Regions from separate parts of the Zea mays genome. Here region 2 is linked to region 1. A link is a contact called in public Hi-C data. All regions are on one chromosome and are shown on one strand. The core of a region is the stretch at or near the end of the contact, and the rest is flanking DNA. Distances in the headings are between cores, read along the strand shown.

Evidence for each region. Hi-C and Micro-C count contacts between places; a contact is called where the count stands out from the background.
Region 2: a Hi-C map of tassel shows a contact between it and region 1, with 3 times the contacts expected there. The contact joins the promoter of LOC100192550 here to the promoter of LOC103629629 in region 1. A contact is called at or near these places in 8 of 25 Hi-C or Micro-C datasets (bundle sheath, ear, endosperm and 4 more).

Annotation. Positions count from the first base shown.
Region 1 is chr6:99,605,458-99,608,645 of Zm-B73-REFERENCE-NAM-5.0, forward strand. It overlaps LOC103629629, which reads right to left and starts at 1,573. Exons shown (of 5, transcript XM_020539316.3): 1 at 940-1,573; 2 at 1-371. The coding sequence starts at 979.
Region 2 is chr6:99,765,368-99,768,555 of Zm-B73-REFERENCE-NAM-5.0, forward strand. LOC100192550 (40S ribosomal protein S14-like) reads right to left here and starts at 1,685. Exons shown (of 6, transcript NM_001137768.1): 1 at 1,633-1,685; 2 at 286-405; 3 at 152-197; 4 at 1-63. The coding sequence starts at 1,635.

The DNA.
Region 1 (3,188 bases), core at 323-2,822:
CGAGGCAACATTGATCTCATGCCCCCCACTTTGGAGAAGATTCACACTCTCCATGTCAGAAGCCTGCTGCAGGCTTTCAGCATCCTTGAATTTCAGCTTTGTCCACAAGTCACCAATAGAATCCTCAAAGTACCGGGCAGCCTCGACTATGGGAATGTAGACAACAAACAGAGAATTGCATATATAGGTGATCAAGAACGGAGAGACACCGGCATCCACAACAGACTGCACGATGTAGCTAGCAGCAATCCATATACTGGCAACAGCAACGATGTAAATCAACCCTAGGCACCATCTCCACGAGTCTGTGCTCGTAATTTTGGTCCACATGCTAATGCTGCTTCTGCTGCCATCAGCACGCTCCGAACTTCCTGTTAAGATTGCAGACCATAAGTCCAGCATTTGGTGTAGAAAAACCAATTCGCTAAGAGCGTGGAGCATCTGTTCATCTAGAGTACTAGGAACAAAACTTAGGCAGAAGAGCATATATCTTCAGTTTGGAAGATTAAGGGCATCAACTACAAGTTGGTCCGCGACCTGCATATCCCCGCCTATGGCCCATTAAGGGCTAGTTTGGAAACTCAAATCCTCTTCGGGATTGAAGGGGATTGGAGAGGAAATTAGTTCATTTCTATCTCAATTTCCTCCAATCCTGAAGGGGATTTGAGGTTCCCAAAATAGTCCTAACAGTAACAAATCGCTTCTTTTGTTCAAATGCTGTGCCCGATTCATTCATTGCAAGCCAAGGAAGGACTCCTAAGTCCTACTGAAAACTAACCCCCACAGCAAGATTGGCGCCCATTGCTATGACAAACACTGTAGTAGACTAGTAGTGATAGCGAATGAGAAGATGAGAAAAGCACGCAAAATGATTCTATCATCCAAGTATGACGAAACCACTTGCTAGGAAATTTAATTTATTGACAAGAGCCGAGTTACCTGATGCGGAAATGGAATCGTGCTGGGATGACGAGCCCATGAATCCGAGCTCTATAGATACCGCCACGTCGCCGAACGACCAGGATCCAAGATTTCCCCACCGGCCCCCTCGGCAGCCTCACACTGCCTCAGCGAGCCACGCACCGGGCCATCCGCGAGCAATAGCGGCGGGGTTGTACGCGCCTACCAACGACCCTGCGGCCAGGCGTACGAGGCACAGCGCCGGCGCGGCCACAGGGCCTTATCGAGCTCGGCGGTGCATTCGCACGCGGATTCGGAAGATGCAGCAGTAGATCTAACCTTTGTAGAATCTGGAGCAGTTCATCCCTGGGGGCGGGCGCACGCCGTGCGTCCGCTTTGCGCGCCGGAAGCGGCCGAGAACACCCTATGAAGTCGCCGCCGCGTCCGCTGACGAACCACGAATCTGTCTCCTTTCCGTTGAGCAGAGAAGTGATCAGCAGCGGTGATCAGAATGGCTCGGCGACAGCCCAGATTCGAGCGGTGAGCAGAGAAGTGATCAGCACCGGCCGGCCACGGAGAGGCGAGGAGCCGGGGCGATAGGGAGACGACAAGCGCCAACGATACGGCCGTCTGGACTCTCGAGGGTCGGTGCGGCCATTTTTTTTTTTTTTGCCCTTTTTGGTTTTTTTTTTTGCATAATTATGTCCCTGTCAGTTTCTTTTTAAAAATGGACCCCTAGCTCGACGCCGTCATCATTGGCGCCGAGCTTGTGTGTGCCGGTGGCAATATTATTGGCGTGCATACGTCAGATGGAGGGATACCGGAGAATCTACGTGGCACATACCTCGGCACCATATATCTTGGCGCCGAGGTAGGCGCCGCCGGTCAATGACGCCTACCTCGGCGCCAAGATCTATGGCGTCGAGGTACGTGCCTATAAATAGAACCCTACGTTCGACTGATTTTGTGTGTTCATTCCTATTCTTCGAAACTAGAGATATCATCCTGATTTATAGGATATCTAGGCGTGGTAAATCTGCTAAACAAAGGTAAGTGTTGGATCCGCCTCTTATTTTATGAGTCTATTATATTTGTGATTGTTATAGAGCTTATGGAAATTTAGGAAGGGTCCTTTGACCGGAATTGCCTTCGACCCGCTGCCTTTGCCAAGTGGTGTTCCAGTGTCTATGTGTTTTTGTGGTGATCCTTGTAAGGTTTATAAGTCTGAGGATCATGACACCTATCGACAGAGGTATTGGATGTGTGCTAACTTTGCATTTGAGCCAACTATTGTTCAACGTCAGATGAATTTAATGGTGAGAATAGTCTTGTAATATGTTAACAATTTGAAGACTCGGAGTGGCGAATGTTTTTTTACCTACTAATAATTGCATGTTTTGTAGACTCCTCCACCGCTATGTGATTTTGAGCAGTGGATTGGCACAGAAATATCAGGGAAAGACAAAGAAGTGGTTGGAGAATCTTAAAAAGTCGCACCCTGGTACCAAGCTTGGTACCGCCTGTAGTCACTATTGTTGTGTAACTCATCGTTGGAATATACATTCTCAGCACCCAAATCCCATTAATTCATAAATATCAGATGATGTTGACGGAAGTCTGTTATCTTCTTTTGCTTTCGCCAGTCAAATCTACACACAAATCATATCATATAAAGAACACAAAGTTGCGAATGATTGATGTTATAAATTGCAAACTGGAATAATTGAATTTATAGATTGCAAACTTACTTGTGTAGCTCCTTAGAAGTAGGAATATCTTCAACCGGCCATATCTGGTTCCTACCAAACTGTCTCTGAACCCTGTGAGGTAGGTGCCACTCAATACACCAGAAACAGATCATAGGACATTGCATCATATAGAGTTCATCTTCACTGCTGCATACTTCACTAAAGATCATCTCATCCAACTCAGGTGCGTTGTATGGCTGCCATGTGACCTGAAATAAAAATGAAGCAATCTATGTTAAGTATAATAAAACAAATTTCATAACGATAAGATATACATGTTGAGTACTTACGCTAGAGGCCGAAAGCGTGTCAAACTCGTTAACATACTCCATGTATGCCCTCTTAGCTTTGGCAAAAGGAGCTGCCACTTGGTCCCAAATATAAGCATACGTCGGTCGAAGACGGTCATTTCCAACAATGATCCATGGCCATGTTCTAGGCTGGAAAACACGTGGCCGACCAACTGGTATGCGAAACCACATCCATATCTGCAGGAGGTAGACGCAACCGCCTATAGACGAAGATGAGGACGTACGACGG
Region 2 (3,188 bases), core at 435-2,934, 160 kb after region 1:
GAGCAGCAAGCATAGCAGCGTAAGGTGACGACTCGTCACGGTCAGCCTTCACCTTCATGCCACCTACAGGGTTTAGGTTTAGCACATCTCAGTTAAAACAATATACATCTGCCACCTAGGTCGTGCATGGCCCAAGGTTTTAGGATGGTACCGGTGATCCGAACCAGAGTTTCCCTCCCAGACAAATCAGTGATATGCTGCAGATATTACAACAAGACACAGTTCAGTTAAACTTGGAGAAGTGAATGAAAAGGTCTAACCACAGATGGCGCATATGATACTTACAATGAAGGTGTCATTGAAGGATGCAAAGATGTGAGCGACACCAAAGACATACTCTCCTTCACGGACAGTGGGTCCAAGGGTGACGTTCTCCTCCTTGGGCTCCCTGGTCTTCCTCCTCGACTGCAAACACATACAACTATAAGATGACACTGGGACAAGTTAGCCTGGATTGCTATGTTGTCGTGCTAACAACCTCCAGAAACTATTCCACAGTACAATTAAGCCTGAATTGATATGTTGTCCCTGTAAGAGCCTAAGAGCTTCAAAAGGATAGTAATAGTAATTGAGCACGATCCACTAATCAAGCTAACCACTTCAGGACCTCAAACAAAACTTGCATTGCATGAAAACTGATAGTTGATTTGCTCTAATAAAAAGCTACTAAAAATTGTACTGCATGAAAACTGATAGATGACATTCAGCAGCAAACCAGCTCGGTCCACTGATCAAGCCAACCATTTCAGGACCTCAAACAAGCCTTGCATCACGATGTATATGAAATAATTGAAATTTTGCCACTTGAAACGTTGCCTCCTTGTTATAATTACCCATGTGTCTAAGAATTGTGGCTCCATCTATGTCTATCAATTGTAGGGTCCATCTGTGTCTATGAAATAGAGAATCTGATATTTGCCATCACCACGAAACACGTTTGTAAAATTGCCATCAGACCCACACATTTCATAGACACATATGGACACACAATTTATAGACACAGTGGTAATTATAACATGCCGGCAACGTTTTATGTGGCAAAATTCCAATTATTTCTGGTGGTAGCAGAACGTGTTTTGTTATAATGGCAAATATCAAATTCTCTCGATGTATATAGCCAACAGTTATCCTAACAAAACATATACTTTCCAGCTCCGTGTGCAAATCAACCCAAGCCAAAGGGCAAAGGCCCACATAACCAGCATTTCTCACTCTTAATTTGTAATAGTAGATTCTAATCATATCTATGCTTCACCAATTTAACAGCACATCTCAAATATTTTGGCAGATAAAAAAGGTTCAACAAGAAAACTCATAAATCGTGATCAGATTAGAAAATATGTTGCCACAGCATCACTTCAATCTTCAACTCAGGAGTAGGAGTAGCAGTCAACAAATGTAACCAAGCACAGATGTCAAATTGCAATTTATCAGATACAATCCACCACGGGCAACCAGCCAAAACAACAGTAGCCCTAGTCAACAGCCAAACCTACGCTCTTAACCCATCTCTAAACAAAAACAATCGAATCCAGCGCTACCGTGCTTGCAGCCGGATCCGAATCCACCGCTACCGTGCTTGCACCTACGTCCGCTTGCGAGCAATAAGCAGACGAGAAGAGGCTCGCTTACCATGGTTGCGTGGAGCGACGGGTGACCGGAGCGGAGGCACGCCTTGGGTTGAGATCACGAGCACGCCGGCGCCGCCGAAACTTCCGTGCGGCGACGGATGAGTGGTGCTGGTTTATATACGAGGCCGCAGCCCATTAGGGTTTAGTAGACCCAGCCCAAAGAAATTTCCTCTTTTGCCCTCTCTCTCTCTTCTGTCAATGCGGCTGGGCCCCATCTCTTACACGAGGACCGTGCTATTAAACAATTTTTAGGCTATATGGTCTGGACAAAATACAGCTCATTTTAGTGTCGTCCACTTTATGGACTCGCTCCAACTAGGGGTGGAAGTTCGGGTTACCCGAAATTTTCGGGTCGGGTAATTCGAGTTTTTAAAATTTCGGGTTTTAATAATCGATACTCGAAATTACAACGGGTTTTTCAATACCCGAAAATTCGGGTACCCGGAATTTCGGGTTCGAGTTCGGGTATTCCCGAACTATCCGAACTATTGTGTTGGCTTCATAAAAACACATACACCCTATTAAATTAGTATAAAAATATAGTTTGAATAATGATATACATGGACATATAAACACAAGCAATCTACAATCACAAGTTATGCACACTTACACATAATTATAGATGTACAAATTAATAATTAAGCATGACATGAGTACATGACACATGAAAGTTCGGGTAATTCGGGTATTTCGGGTACCCGATTGTGATACCCGAATTACCCGAAATAATTTCGGGTTTTGCAAGTTGCTACCCGAAATTCCCGAACAAAATTCGGGTTTCGGGTATTTCGGGTTCGGGTTCGGGTATTCCGGGTTCGGGGTTTTTGCCCAACCCTAGCTCCAATAGTGCAAGTAGCCAGTAGAGTTGCTTGGTGCTGGTGAATCTGACTCATTTTTATGATCTTTGAGTTCAGGTGGGAAGAGGGGGCAATGAAAGGGAAATTGACCTAATCATTTACTATAATCGATTTTGGTGCTTGACATCCAACACAAATCATATGGACTAACTAGTTTGTCTAGATATCATTTATCTCAGGTGCATAAGTGTCGGCGTTTCGAGACAGGGGGGTCCCTAAGCCGACGAGTGAGTGTGCTGCGTGCCCCAGCCCAGATGGGTCGAGCGCGTGGGCGAGCGCGGAGGGGGGAGAGGCGAGGCGGCCGGAGCCGAGCGTGAGAGAGGTGGAAGTCCCGCGGCCTTCGTGTTCGTCCCGCGCCCAGGTCAGGTGCGCTTGCAGTAGGGGGGTTACAAGCGTCCACGCGGGTGAGGGAAGCGAGCGGCCCCAAGAGAGCGCCTGTCCCGTCCTCGGTCCCGCGCGGCCAACCTTCTCTGAGAAGGCCCTGGTCCTTCCTTTTATAGTTGTAAGGAGAGGATCCAGGTGTACAATGGGGATGTAGCAGAGTGCTACGTGTCTAGCGGAGGGAGAGCTAGTGCCCTAGGTACATGCCGATGTGGCAGCCGGAGAGATCTGGGCATCCTGCTGGCGTGATGTCGTGGCTATCGGAGGTGCGACGGAGCCTGATGGAGGGACAGCTGTTGGAGCGGTCGAGTCCCTGCTG